Regions from separate parts of the Mus musculus genome. Here region 1 is linked to region 2. Evidence: chromatin contacts called from public HiChIP or PLAC-seq data. All regions are on one chromosome and are shown on one strand. The core of a region is the stretch at or near the end of the contact, and the rest is flanking DNA. Distances in the headings are between cores, read along the strand shown.

Region 1 (7,813 bases), core at 2,153-4,652, 59 kb before region 2:
CTCGCTGGTAACCCCTGATGAACCTTGGGGTCATCAGGACCAGCCCCATGATGGGTTAGCTGTCCCCAAGAAAGGCTCCGGCAGCTGCTGCCAGCAACTCTAGTGAGACTGGCATCAGGACCCAGGGCCCGGTTCTGCTAGGCGTGATTCAGCTTGGCTGCACCCTGGGGCAAGGGAGCTAGGGAGGAGGGCGTGGCCATCTCTCATTAACCAGAAAGAGGGGCTGAAAGCGAGAGGAGCCAGGGTGTAAGGAAGTATCATCAACTGGAGAGGTAGCTCTACCCACCGCCAGCCCTCGTCGGGCTCAGGGTGGTCAACTGAGCCAGATGTGGGGGACAGGAGGCCCATGCCCCTCCACCACCATCCCTGCCACCGCCTCTCACCCAACTGAGTCAGCTTAATGGTTTTTACAACCCTCCTTGGGCACAATTACTGCACTGGTGGCATGACCGGGCCTCCTAATGGGTGTTTATTCTGTTGGCACGAGCACCCCCTGCCTGAGGGCTGGCCTCCCCACCAGGGCACACCTCCAGGGCACACTCATGCGAACTCACACCCACACACTCAATCATGGGTACACACGTACTCTGAGATACTTTCTCACACATAGCCATCCTCACTCAGGAGTTCAGAGACCTATGGTAGGAGACGCCACTCCCACCGAGAGATGTCGAAGGATCTGGTGAATATTCAGTCACATACGACTACCCCAGCCTCTACCAACACCGCATCTGCCATCAAACATAGAGGCAGCAGGTGTGCTAACTCCCACCTGTTCACCAACCCTTTTCTGCCCAGCTTGCTCTGGAGGGATGAGGTGGACCCAGAGGAAACGCATTATGCTGTTCTCCCTTTAAAGCTGTCCCCAAAGACTTTAAAATGGCGATCTTCCCCTTTCTACAAGGGGACACATAGGCCAGAAGGCCCAGTGAGCATATCCTGCTTCAGTGGGGAAATAGACCAGGGGCCTCAATGGCATTTACCAGTTGTCCCTTAAAGAAAGATCACAAGTTGGACATTGTGACTTATGCCTGCTGCAATCTCAGCACCCAAGAGACTCTGAGCATCTTACTGTGAGCCTGGACTACAAGTGAGGTCCCATCTCCAAAAGGAGTGGTGGCTAACAAATATCGGAGAGAGCTGGGGGGGGGGTGCACACCTTTAATCCCAGCACTCGGGAGGCAGAAGGCAGGGGGATCTCTGAACTTGAGGTCAGTCTGGTCCACAAAGTGAGTTCTAGGACAGCCAGGACTATACAGAGAAACCTTGTCTCAAAAAAGAACCCCCAAAACAAACAAACAAGCAAACAAAAACAAACAAACAAGCAAACAAGCAAACAAAAACAATAAAAGCAGTGAGGTGGTGGTTAAGAACACTGGCTGCTCTTGCAGAGGACTTGAATTCAGTTCCCAGCCCCACATGGTGGTTTACAAACTATCTATAACTCCAGTTCCAGGAGATTCAGTGCCCTCTTTGACAGACTCCTGTATGCATGTGGTGCATAGACAGACATACAGGCACCCACATGTACACATAAAGTGCATAATAAATATACAAAGGGTCACATCCTCTGAAGGGTCTAGACTAAGAGCTAGGTAGGGTAACAGCAGCTTTTAGATTTTAGCTAAAAAAAAACTAACTTAGGCCAGGCAGTGGTGGTGCACGCCTTTAATCCCAGCACTTGGGAGGCAGAGGCTGGTGGATTTCTGAGTTCGAGGTCAGCCTGGTCTACAGAGTGAGTTCCAGGACAGCCAGGGCTATACAGAGAAACCCTGTCTCGAAAAACCAAACCAAACCAAACCAAACCAAACAAACCAAAAAACAAAAACTAACTTAGGATCAACGATTCTGCCCACTAAAGGGTTCTACGAATGCTTTTGGAGCTGAATACATCAAGCCAGAGTGTGTAGAGACCCTATGTATAGAATTGGCGAAGGAATGTTCTAGAATCCCCAGACCTAGAGCCATTTCTTGCCGCCTGAACCCAACCTGGATTCTTGTTCTGCTCTGGTAGACTGCTCCTGATGGCTGGAAGAATTCTGTTCGCCATAACCTGTCCCTCAACAAGTGCTTTGAGAAGGTGGAGAATAAATCCGGAAGTTCCTCTCGAAAGGGCTGTCTGTGGGCCCTCAATCCTTCCAAAATCGACAAGATGCAGGAAGAACTGCAGAAGTGGAAGAGGAAAGACCCCATTGCTGTGCGCAAAAGCATGGCCAAACCAGGTGAGGCTGTCAGGCCTGTGTGAGAAAGGCCAAGGGACCTGGGTACCAGAATGAAGAAGAGCAGAGCCTGGGGAGAGAGGGATACAGGGAGGGGGGTCTGGGCTGGGAGGCTACAAAGGAGAGAGGCCTCATGGTGTTTTCTTTTGGGCCTTTGCAGAAGAGCTGGACAGCCTCATTGGAGACAAAAGGGAAAAACTGGGCTCTCCGCTGCTGGGCTGTCCACCCCCTGGGCTGGCAGGCCCAGGTCCCATCCGGCCCATGGCACCATCAGCTGGTCTTTCCCAGCCTCTGCACCCAATGCATCCAGCTCCAGGCCCCATGCCTGGCAAGAACCCCCTGCAGGACCTACTGGGTGGCCATGCTCCCTCCTGCTATGGGCAGACCTACCCACACCTTTCCCCCAGCCTGGCCCCTTCTGGACACCAGCAGCCATTGTTCCCACAGCCAGATGGGCATCTTGAGCTGCAGGCCCAGCCAGGCACCCCCCAGGACTCACCTCTACCTGCCCACACACCACCCAGCCACGGTGCCAAGCTGATGGCTGAGCCTTCCTCAGCCAGGACCATGCACGATACTCTACTGCCAGATGGAGACCTTGGGACTGACCTGGATGCTATCAACCCTTCTCTCACTGACTTCGACTTCCAGGGTGAGCTGGGAGCTGGGAGCTGGGAAGGGTGGGACAGGACTAGAGAGGTGCTCTTGGCTGCGTGGCCTAGCCTCTTCATGTCTCTAGGCTGCCACCTGCTGGCTCCTGAGTTTCTTGTCACCTGAGGCGGATGACTAGGAATGTTAAATTCGCATTTGCTCCCTGCCCTCCAGATCATGAGCTAAAAGGCTCTTTCCCCCATCTCCCCCCTCCTGGTACTCTGATCATGTACCAGATGGCTTCATCATCAAACCGCTCATCTGACAAAGCTGGGAAAAGCCGGAAGTTCCATTGGTGTACTTGACTGTGAGGGACTGGGAGGCTAAACGTTCCAAAATCATTTGCGTTTTATCAGAATTTAGCTTTCACTTCAGGAGACAGACTTTCTATGGAATGGAAGACCTCAGAGCTAAGCATGTCCTAGAGAGATTTGAGGGTACAAGCCCAGAGAGGTGAATCTTTACATTCTCCTCCATCTTGCCCGCTCCATCCTACAGGCAGCCAAGCCCCACCCTCTACCCTTCTAAGCCCCGCCCCTTCCCGTTTGAACTGTAGTGTACCGAGCAAGCCTTTTTGGAGGAGGCTGTTGATCTATACCTTAGACTGTTAGAAATAAACTTCACATAGACCTTCATTCCAGACCTGCTGCGGCTGCAGAGAACAGGCGGCTGCAGAGGAGGCTATGTGGACGTGGGATACTATAAATTCTATCAGAAGGCTAGAGATGTGGGTAGGGGGTAAAGCGTTTGCCTAGCATGCACCAATCCTTAGTTAGGGTCAATACCCCAGCATCACAAAACCCTTAATTAATACCCACTCAAGCTCCTACTGAGTACCAGGCATCTTGCAAACAGCTTTACATATGTTCTTCCCATCTGGACCTAGCAAACAATACTATACAGAGAGATACATCCACTCAAGGTCGCTGGGCCAGAAAGAAGGAGTTGAACCCAGGTGGCCAAGAGCAGCCAGCGTTGTCAGGTCTCTTTCTCCACCCTGCGGTGATGATGTTCCAGGCAGCGACTCCAGTCACTGGCCTGCCACGCGGCAGGTCACACGACCCTAGGAGGAACTCAGTGACAGCACTGTTTGTTCCTCAGAGTCAAGTGTCCTTTCTGGTTCTATCCCTGTACCTTGGGTCCTGTGAGGGGGCGGGGAGGAGGGTCTAGGGAGCCAGACCTGTGTACCTCATCAAGTTCGGTGGTGCACTGTGGGAAGACTGTAGGCGGCAAATCAACCTTTGGGAACCAAGGCAGAAGCCTGAGTGAAGAGGTTCAGGGGGGCCTCTAGGCCGCTTCCAAGAAGAGCTTTGCAACAACCTTCAAATGGGCAAATCCTTAACCTTAATCTAGTACCCTGTTCTTCTCGAAGAGGCCCAGAGGTTACCTGCAACTATGGCAGTGGTTCTCAACCTCTGGGTCGCGACCCCGATGGAAAGTCTGATGACCCTTTCATAGGGGTCGCCTGCATCTATGGCTTTTACACCGTGCTACCTTGGAGCTCGGAGCTGGACTCTGAGGCTCAGGAAAAAAAAAAAAAAGTTCAGTGATTACTTGAGGTCCCAGAGTGGATGCCAAGATAGGCTTCCAGTCCGCATCACCAGACTCCTGTTCTCTGAGGCTTCTGAGGTACTTGGGTGGGAGACAGACTGGGCTTAACTCTCTATGGCCTGCCAATGATGAGGCTTCTTCCCTCTCCCCGACTAGGAAATCTGTGGGAGCAGCTGAAGGATGACAGCTTGGCCCTGGACCCCCTCGTATTGGTGACCTCGTCGCCGACGTCATCCTCCATGTTGCCACCCCCACCAGCAGCCCATTGCTTCCCCCCAGGGCCTTGTCTGGCAGAAACAGGCAATGAGGCAGGTGAACTGGCACCTCCAGGCAGCGGCGGCTCCGGTGCTCTGGGAGACATGCACCTCAGCACTCTCTACTCCGCCTTTGTGGAACTGGAGTCCACGCCCTCCTCAGCAGCTGCCGGCCCTGCCGTGTACCTCAGTCCCGGCTCAAAGCCATTGGCTCTGGCTTGAGCTATGCCCAACATCAGCTGCGGCCTTTGCCTAGCTGGCTGCCCCATATTGGGCTCACCTTAAAGGTCAAAGAAGGAAAACACTACCTGTCTCCTATGCCACTCAGCCAACTTATTTGTTAGCCAGAAGTTGGGGGCATCCATCTAGGATGCTACCTGGTGGACCCGCATCTCACACGGGGCCCCCAGCAAGGAAAGTGTCGGAAAAGAAGCAACAGCGCGCCCCCTAGCGCCAGCTCACTCGAACTTCAGCTCTCGAGCGTGAACTCAAGCTCTACACACCTGCTCATCATGTGCCTTACACTCAGAGGAAGCCTTGGGTCACAGAGTCTGATTTGATTTCTGGGGCAGCTGAGAGCTAAAAGCTTTAGTTAGCAAAGCTCAGGGCCAGTGTGACAGGTCAAAGATCACCCCTCCAAACCTCATCCCAATCCCCATGTGCTCTACAGACTTGGCCCTCTCCCAGAAATCTCTATTTATTCTCCCATCTTACACCCTTAAAGCCTACAGGGGCTCCTCCCGTATGACCTGTGAACCCCTTAGGGAGACAACTACTTCATAGAATTTATCTATACATCTTCAGTATATACTCTGGTTGGCCATCTCCAAGGTGACACACAGAAGGGGCAGCATCTACCCTGGGACCAAACTGAGCCCAAATCCAACACAACATGTTTGGAAAAAAAAAAAAAAACTTGTCCTCAGAAACTTGAACCCCCTCTCTTAGTCTCAGCCACAGGAAAGGCCCCCTTCAGGTTGCCAAGTCTCACTCTTTCTCAATGAGAGGTTCATATAGTTCAAGCCCCAGCCTATTGGATGCGGTCAACTGTCTTAAGCATCCTGAGTAACTAGGGTTTGCAACCCGCTACAGGATGATGTGTGTGTGTGTGTGTGTGTGTGTGTGTGTGATACCCCCCCACACACACACACACATACACACACCTGCATAGCAGACTTGGGGCTCCCAGGGAGCCGGCAGAATGTCCGTGGAGCTGAGCTGTGACTCAGATGCCCACCATGACCCACCAAATGGGATCCCCAGCTTTCCCAGGGCCTGAGGGCAACCAGAACCTCCATAGGTTGTCCCCAAGCTCACACGAGGGTGGGCGGATCCCTCAGTCATCTACCATTGTCCCCTGTCCTGGAACAATAAAGTAAGCGCCTGATGGTTGCAACTACTGAGCCTTCGTTTTTTGGGACCTTCAGTCCCCAAGCAGGGTGTCTACAAGGACTCTAAAGATATAGATGTAGATGTAGCTATAGATAGATCATATATATGGAGTGGGTGTGTGTGCATTGGAAAATGTGTGCTGTGTATGTTTGTGCATATGTGTGCTGCCCCCCAAAAGGCATCAGATTCCCTGGAGCTGGAGTTACAAGCAGTTGTGAGCCTCTGGGTGGATGCTGGGAACCAAACTTAGGATCTCTAGCAGAGCAGCAAGCACTCTTAACTGTCTGAGCATCTCTCCTACCTTAGTAAGGCATCTAGACCAGTGGTCCTCAACTTGTGGGTTGAAGCCCCTTTGGGCCAAATCAAATGGCCCTTTCACATGAGTCATATATCATAGACTCCATAGCAGATGATATTTATATTTTGGTTCATAACAGTAGTAAAATTACCATTATGAAATAGCAATGAAGTAATTTTACAGTCAGGGGTCACCACAGCACGAGGAGCTACATGGGGGGTGGGGTGGGGGGGGAGTCACAACATTAGGAAGGTTGAGAACCACTGCTCTAGACCAAGCAGAGTGAGCAGCCAGGCAAGGCCTCTTCTCAGAGGAACTTGAAAAATGGGGATCTGGGCTTAGCTGTCCAGAGAAAGGAGCTGACTTCTTTCAATGACTCTTCTTCTGACACCTGTCCGATGCTGCCGTGACTGACCCAAATCGCACAAGACAGGGTCACTGTTGTGGCTGGAGAGATGACTCAGTGGTTAAGAGCACTCACTGCTCTTCCAGGGGGCCTGAGTTCCATTCCCAGCACCTTATAACCTCTGTAATTCCAGGTCCAGGAGACCTGATGCTTCTGCCCTCTGGCCTCTAAGGGCTCTGCACTCTCATGTAGGCATACATTTCTTTCTTCCTTTCTTCCTTTCTTCCTTTCTTCCTTTCTTCCTTTCTTCCTTCCTTCCTTCCTTCCTTCCTTTCTTTCTTTCTTTCTTTCTTTCTTTCTTTCTTTCTTTCTTTTAAAGAAAAGAAAGGGCCACTTCCCTTTCTAGGGTGTATCTTCTTGTCACTACCTGGGAGAGATGCTAAGTCTGTTTGGGGCCCTGGGTTCCATGGGTGACAAGATGGGGCATAACTTGATGCTGCCTGTGCTGCTGCTGGTGGAAGATGAACTCAGGAAGGTCAGGAGTCCTTCCAGCCCACCCCATAGGTAGCGGTGACTGTAAGAGTAAGGGGCAGCTCTATAGCTCCCCCCTCCAGAAGCACACACATGAGTCTAGATCAGTCACATGTGGGTCTTTGACTTAAGTTAGTCTAGGGGTCAGGCCCAGAGCCCAGCCAACACCTACAGGGCTCTACAAAGAATCCCAGAGCAGAAGCTCACCCCACATTAGTGCCTACCTCCCTCCTAAGGCTCTAGGAAGGAGCTGGGATGGGGTAGGGTAGGACATGGGAGAGGCATGGCCAGCTGGCACACCCCAAAAAACAAACTGTTTGCCTCACTGGGAGAGGGATACAGTTGTCTGCCAAATCCCAGAGTGTGTGGTGCCAGCTTTGGCCAGGGCTGGCATGCATCTTGACACTCAGGCCCTCAGGCACAGGACAAGTGATTCCTAAAACTGTTCTTGGACCCACCTCCTTTGTTCTTGACACTTGGGACCTAGAGGCGCAGACAAGCATCCCACTACCCCAATATACCTTAAACTAGGAGACAAGGAATCTCCAGGAGGCCTTCCATCAAATCTGTC
Region 2 (7,226 bases), core at 851-3,350:
TGGCTCAGCGGTTAAGAGCACTGACTGCTCTTCCAGAGGTCCTGAGTTCAAATCCCAGCAACCACATGGTGGCTCACAACCATCTGTAATGAGATCCGATGCCCCCTTCTGGTGTGACTGAAAACAGCTACAGTGTATTCGTATAGATAAAATAAATAGATAACTCTTAAGAGAGAAAGAGTGGGGGGTAGGAGAGACTGAACAGAGGATGGGAAATGTTTCAAGTGCTCTCAGAATCTAGAGTTACACCAGAATAACTCAGAGATCACTCCAGGAATGCCAGCTGGTGGTGGCACATACCTTTAATCCTAGCACTCAAGAGGCAGAGGCAGGTGGATCTCTGAGTGGCCAGCCTGGTCTTCAGAGTGAGTTCTGGGACAGCCAAGTCTACACTGAGAAACCCTGTCTCAAAAAAAACCAAAGCTGGGCTGGTGAGATGGCTCAGTGGGTAAGAGCACCCGACTGCTCTTCCAAAGGTCCGGAGTTCAAATCCCAGCAACCACATGGTGGCTCACAACCATCTGTAATGAGATCTGATTCCCTCTTCTGGAGTGTCTGAAGACAGCTACAGTGTATTTACATATAATAAATAAATAAATAAATAAATATTTTTTAAAAAACCAAAGCCAACCAAACAAACAAAAATCTTGAGTTACTAAAGACAGAATAAAGTTAATGAAATAGGATTGCGGGTATAGTTTAGTAGTAGTGTAGTATCCATCTAGCAAGCACAAAGACCTAGGTTTAATACCCAGCACCATAAAATAACAAAATCATGGTCAAAGAAAAAAAAAAGCAAACTTTCATATTTTGAAAGAATGGTAGGCTTCCTGGTTCTCCCTATAGGAAGAGGAAATGATAGCAATTTCTTCAGGACAATTTCCCAAGTAAGTTCTACAAAATGTCTTTAAAGAACCCAGTGGGTCAAACTCCTCTCTTGACAAGTTTTACAAAAGCAGTTTGTACTATTTCTCTTAAGTCATTTGACAAGTAATTAAAAAAAAATCTAAAACATTAAAAAAAAAATCTAAAAGTAGAAAAGAAGCTGAGTGGTGGTAGTGGTGGCTGGCACCCTTGATCTCCGAACTGGAGAGGCAGAGGTAGGCAGATCTCTGAGTTTCAGGCCAGCCTGGTCTACAGAAAGTGTTTCAGGACAGCCAGGTCTACACAAAGAAACTCTGTCTCAAAAAACAAAAACAAAAACAAACAAACAAAACCCAAAACAACAATAATAGTAACAGTAACAATAGAAAACCTTCTAACTAAAAGGTACAGCTCAATATAGGCAATTCTGCAAGGTAATAGTTTAAAGTATTGGATACAGGAAAATTCTAACTACCCCATAGGATAGATGGATATGGTTTCAACTCTTGGAGACAGATCTCTCCATAAATGTGCCAGTATTTCTCGGGAATTTGGTATAGGTCAAAAACAAGAAAAGAGGTAAAGAAAAAAAAAAATCGAACCCAGCTAAATAGAGGTGTGGGTTCTCAGTGGATTCGTTTTAACCACCCCAGGGCACCTCTCTGTTGGCCTGAATAGCTGTAAATGGATGTCACGGAAGTGGAAGACTTCATTATCGTTATTAATTACGTTCCAGCTTTGGCCCTCTGTTCCTCTGAGCATCTGAGCCTGGGCAAACAGCCCAGTTGTGAAGCTAAAAATCTCACCTTCAGCTCCAGCCTGCACAGGTATGGGGTCAGCGCGGAGATCATAGAGGGACCTTTCCCTGAATCGGCGAGGGCCTCGGGCTGTAGTTTAAGCTCTCGGAGAGGAGTACTCATAGCTGGCTTCCCCTGAGAGAGAAAGCGAGTGTGAGGAAAGCTGGTCTCGGCCTCCCGGAGTGTTTTCCCACAACCGCTAGGCCGGGGCGGACAATGCCTCCCGCTGCCCCACTTCGTCCGGAGCCGGACTTCACCGGCCTCGGCCCCGCCCGGCCCCGCCCAGGTAGCGCCCTGTCTGCCGGAGTTCTCTCCTCACCTTTTGGGGCGAAGGCGACAAACCGAGATTCAGTGTTTTCACCCTCCACATTTTCAACTCGATCACTTAACCAGACCAAGTCGAAATGGCCACTTTCACCCGCCGCCTCTATTTGAACCCAATACGCACTTCGGGATTGGCTGCGGGGCCGCGGTACGTATGGTGGGCGGGACCTGCGCGCGTCACGCCCCCACGAGCCGCTCAGCCTAACGCCTCCACTGAAGCACCCATCTGGCAGGCTGGTGTGTCTGTGGGCTGCTGGAGAGTCGTGGAGTCCTGTTTCAGTGGCTCCGTTCCCCCGGTTACCGAGTGAGCCGCACTTCCCCCAGGGTTGGGCTGTCCAGGCATAGGTGCCAGTTTCATAACGGCCAGAGGGAGTTCCTAAGTGCCCAATTTCGGCCTTCAGGTAACCGCCTCTTCAGAATTTCTGGGCCTTTCTTGTGTCTAACCTCGGAGCCTACTGTAACAAGATCACTAGAATAATAGTTGATATTTACTTTACTGTGCATTTATGGTGATCTGTTTCAAGTGCTTGCTATATTAATAACTAACTCTCTCACACACATACACACTCTCACACACACAAACAGCGTGTCCCACACCACCACTGCCTGGCCCTCAGCCTCTTGAATGATGAAATCACAGGCCAATTTAGAAGTGTTAATGTATGAAGAAAAAGAAGAGAACCAAAGAAGAGCTTTAATGTTAGAAACTGTAGGGTTCTGTCAGGGTATGCGCGCCCATCAGGAACTGTACTGGTCAGTAACTTTCTGCGGGCTGCATGTAGCTCTGAATTCTTCAAATGGGAATATAATACAGGTGTGAAATGCACATTGCATTTCAGACCTTGTATGGAAAAACTATTTTTTTAATGTTAATTGCATACTGAAATATTTTTAGATATGCTAGGTTAAATAAAATATATTAAAATTTCTTGTTTTAAACCTTTTGAACATGGGTGACAATTTTAAAATTATGTAAGGGGAAGAATGGGGCAATGACTCCATCTTAGAGCTTGTCAGGAAAGCTTGAGGGCCTGAATTTGGATCTCCAATACCCAATAAAAAGCCGGGCATGGTGGTGCACACTTTTAATCTCAACACTGAAGAGGCAGAAGCAGGTGGATCTCTGTGAGTTCGAGGCCAGGATGGTTTACACAGTGTGTACCAAGACAGCCAGGGCTACATAGATCCTGTTAAAAAAAAAAAGGGCTGGGTGCAGCAGTTTTTGCCTGTTCTCCTAACAACATGGGGGCTGAGGCAGAAATGAGAGGATCCCCTGGGGTTTGCTGCTCAGTTAGTCTAATGAATCAGTGAGTTCTGGGTTCAATAACAGAAAATGTCTTGAAAGATAAAGTCTAGAGTGATTGAAAAAAATATGTAATGTTGACCTCTGGTTCCACAAAGCCCTACACATGTGAGCAAGCAGGTAGACAGGTACATGAACATGTACAGACATATAAGTTATACTAACTTGTGTTTCATTTCTTCTTTGTGACAGGGTCTCTCTGTGTACTTGTTGCTACCCTGGAAATCAGATCAAGCTGGCCTTGAACTCATAAAGAGACCCACTGGCCCTCTACCTCCTGGGTACTAGGATTAAAATCATACATGTCTTTTTGTTTTGTTTTAAGCTAGTCTCTGGTGGTATAGATCGGGCTCCTTTCAGCTCTTCCTCTGCCTCCTGAGTGCATTCATTATACTTCTATTGAACACTGCTACTCTAGAGACAAACAGTACCAGTCTGTAGGCTTTAGAAAAACTGCTTGAATAAAAACAGGGGGAGACAAGATAGGTGGGTAGTGCCGAAGATAAGAGTCCCAGGGCCTAGAACATGCTAAGTTTGTGCTCTACCAAGCAACTGCTCTTCCAATAGAGTGATTTTTCCTTTTTTGAGGCAGGATCTCTCTTTAGCCTAGGCTGGCCTCAATTTTTCGGCAATCCTTCTGCCTCAGAGTCCTGAGAATGCTTTTGAGCTTGGAATTGTCCAAGGTTCAGCAAAAGGTACCCCAAGAGTATTTGTGGTCTGAGGTGGCCGTTCCTGGTTGCCAGCTACGTCTGGGATGAACTACAATCCAGAAATGGAGGGCACACCCATGATCCAGATCTTGAGGCTGGAAAATACAGGCTTCTGACCTGGATCTTGAGGCATAGTGGTCATGAAAACCTTGAGGCCCAGGCAAGGTAGTGTATAGTTTTAATCTCAGGAGACTAAAGCAAGCAGATCTCTGAATTCAAAGTCAGCCTGGGGCAAAGCAAGTTCCAGGTCCAGGCGTGGTGGTACACACCTTTAATCTGGGCCAAGTTGTCTGCTGGAGGCCTAAATAAGGACAATGGAAGAAGGGAAAGGCTTTGCAGCTTTACACTCACTTGCCAGGACATCTGGACCCTACTTACTTCTTCAGGATTCCAGCTTAGACAGAAGACCAGCTGAAACAACTAGCCTGGTGGGACTGAGCAACTGCTAGATATTGGGACTTCCCATTCACAGCTGCCCATTGTTGGGTTAGTTGGACAGCAGACTGTAAGTCATTACAATAAATTCCCTTTAAATATATAAAGACATTCCATAAGTTCTGTGACCCTAGAGAACCCTGACTAATACATGGTCCATCAAAAAGACCCAGCAAATAAATAGTGGATAGTGTCGGAAAAGTCCAGGCAGGTAAATAAAGGTTAGCAAAAGTTTGTATCACACAAACAATGTGTGTGGAATGCTTAGGCCTTGTGGTAGTTGGCATGTGAGATTCCAGCTGTGCTCATACAAAGACAGTAGTGTGCTACTAGTAACAAATATGAATAGGGAGGATGAGATAGGATGGAAAATACTGTAACACCTTGGTCAAAACAATAAATGCAAAGATGAATTAAAGATAGACCAATTCTATCCTCAGGAAATGATCGATTATATGTATAAACTTTTGTATAAACATATGTATGTACACACAGACTAATTTTGTTAATATACACATTTTTTTCTTAAAGATACTTTGATGCATAAACATATATATCTAAGATTGGCTCTTTCTTTCTTTTTTTTTTTTTTTTTTTTGAGACACCCCGTTTCTCTGTATAGCTCTGGCTGTCCTGCAACTTACTCTGTAGACCAGGCTGGCCTAGAACTCAGAAATCCACCTGCCTCTGCCTCCCGAGTGCTGGGATTAAAGGCGTGTGCCACCATGCCCGGCACAGATTGGCACTTTTTTTTTTTTTTTTTTTTTTTTACTATGACTGGGTCTTGCTAAGGACATAATTTCCCTAACTGGATTTTATAGTCCTGACATCAAGGGGTTATAGGCCTGTGTTACCAAAGCTTTTTCTTTTCTTTTTTTTAGATTTATTTATTTTATGTATATGAGTACACTTCAGGCACACCAGAAAAGGGCTTCAGATCCCATTACAGATAGTTGTGAGCCACCATGTGGTTCTTGGGAATTGAACTCAGGACCTCTGGAAGAACAGTCAGTGCTTTTAACAACTGAGCCATCTCTCTAGTCCCTCCCTTCTTTTTTGAAACAAGGTTTCTCAGTAGCCCTAGCGGTCTTGGAACTTATTATGTAGATCAGTCTGGCCTTGTTCTCACAGAGACCTACCTGCCTCTGCCCCATTAAAGGTATGTACCACCACACCCAACCAGCTTTTTCCGTCTTTTTCCACTTAGATTTTTCATGTTTCTTCTATGTTCTCTCATGTTTTCTCCCCACTTATTTATTTGGTTGGTTTAGTTTTTCCAGATAGGGCTTCTCTTTGTAGCCCTGGTTGTCCTGGAACTCCCTCTATAGATTAGGTTATCCTCAAAATCAGAGATCAAACTGCCTCTGCCTCCCAAGTTCTGGGGTTAAAGGCATCTGTTACAAAAATCAACTATTTGCATTCTTTTTAAAAGAAAACAGGTTAACCTTGAACTCACTAAGTAACCAGGGACAATGATGACTAGAACTTTAAAAAATATTTTAAAAGAAATTTTATTTATTTCAACTCTGGGTGGCTTGGAACTTGCTATCTGGCCTCAGATCCCACCAGCTTCCTGCCTTCTGAGTCCTGACTAAAGGCATGTGCCGCCATGCCTCCCTACTCTTGCATTTGTCCTGAAGTATTACAAAGCCTTCCTAGCCCACTGGTAGAAGTCCAGCTGACTTGTCATGTTATGTTCCCCTATTTTGAAAAAGTTCTCAGTTTTTAAGAGTTCTAGGTTTCGGGCTGGAGAAAGGGTTCAGTGGTAAAGAGTACTTGTTCTCCCAGGGGACCTAGGTTCAATTCCTAGCACCTACATAACAGCTCACAACTATAACTCTACTTCCAGGGATCCAATGACTTCTGACCTACCTGGACACCAGGAAGTGCATAGACATACACACAGGCAGAACACTCATATACATTTAAAAAAAAAAAAAAAAAGCCGGGCGTGGTGGTGCACACCTTTAATCCCAGCAACTCGGGAGGCAGAGGCAGGTGGATTTCTGAGTTCGAGGCCAGCCTGGTCTACAAAGTGAGTTCCAGGACAGCCAGGGCTATACAGAGAAACCCTGTCTCAAAAACAAAACAAAACAAAACAAAACAACAACAACAACCATAATAAAACAGTTACTTGTTGATCAGGAACCAGATATCCCAAAATTCAAATTCAAGTCTCTTAATTAACCCTGCCAGGCTTGGTGGTGGTGCACACCTTTAAATCCCAGCACTTGGGAGGCAGAGGCAGGCGGATTTCTGAGTTTGAGGCCAGCCTGGTCTATAGAGTTGAGTTTCAGGACAGCCAGGCCTCTGTTGTACAGAGAAGCCTTGCCTCGAAAGACCAAAGCCAAAAAATGAAAAAAAGAGCTGAATAGCATCTCAGAAAGATCATAACTTGGTCTAGCAGGAATTCCCTGAGTGTTCTTACCTAGAACATTATGACCTCCAGTAACACCCTTAACACTTTTATTATTTGACATGTATGAGTGAATTGCTTGCATGTGTACACGTAGTATTAGTGTGCTAGACAGCAGAGGTCAGGAAAGAGCGTCAGATCCCCTGGAACTGGAGTTACAGATGGCAGTGAGCTGCCATGTGGGTGCTGGGAATCAAACCCAGGTCCTCTGCAAGAGCAACAAGTGCTCTTAGCCACTGAGCTGTCTCTCCAGCCCCATAACACACAATTAGAGCATCAAATTCATTGAGACTCATACGGACTGCCAAAGCACAAAGAACAAAACCGTTCTACAGAGGCCACTAAGATGGGAGACCTGGTCTAACCCAGGGAGAGTA

What was found. HiChIP or PLAC-seq counts read pairs in DNA pulled down with a chosen protein or histone mark.
Region 1: an H3K4me3 HiChIP or PLAC-seq map of the SCID.adh cell line shows a contact between it and region 2, with 12 read pairs. The contact joins the enhancer-like site here to the promoter of Spag5 in region 2. A contact is called at or near these places in 2 of 39 promoter capture datasets (embryonic stem cells and liver), 4 of 115 datasets of contacts at active chromatin or transcription factors (the SCID.adh cell line, bone marrow-derived macrophages, embryonic stem cells and 1 more) and 3 of 9 other capture datasets (adipose tissue, liver and pancreatic islet).

The regions. Positions count from the first base shown.
Region 1 is chr11:78,355,835-78,363,647 of GRCm38.p6, reverse strand. It overlaps Foxn1 (forkhead box N1), which reads left to right. Exons shown (of 9, transcript NM_008238.2): 7 at 2,015-2,222; 8 at 2,380-2,871; 9 at 4,578-6,071. The coding sequence ends at 4,897. Among named protein-coding and RNA genes, the nearest start is that of Gm30367, 13 kb to the left of the region's middle. Within about 2 kb of position 3,402, at least 141 of the 459 cell types and tissues checked have an H3K27ac peak or open chromatin away from gene starts, as enhancers often do. A contact at or near this core is called in the SCID.adh cell line, bone marrow-derived macrophages, embryonic stem cells and 1 more, where this site is marked.
Region 2 is chr11:78,296,465-78,303,690 of GRCm38.p6, reverse strand. It overlaps Spag5 (sperm associated antigen 5), which reads right to left and starts at 2,100. Exons shown (of 24, transcript NM_017407.3): 1 at 1,981-2,100; 2 at 1,671-1,796. The coding sequence starts at 2,031. It overlaps Gm3948 (predicted gene 3948), which reads left to right and starts at 2,180. Exons shown (of 4, transcript NR_166889.1): 1 at 2,180-2,386; 2 at 3,481-3,569. Rskr (ribosomal protein S6 kinase related) reads right to left here. Exons shown (of 12, transcript NM_001287206.1): 12 at 6,886-7,226.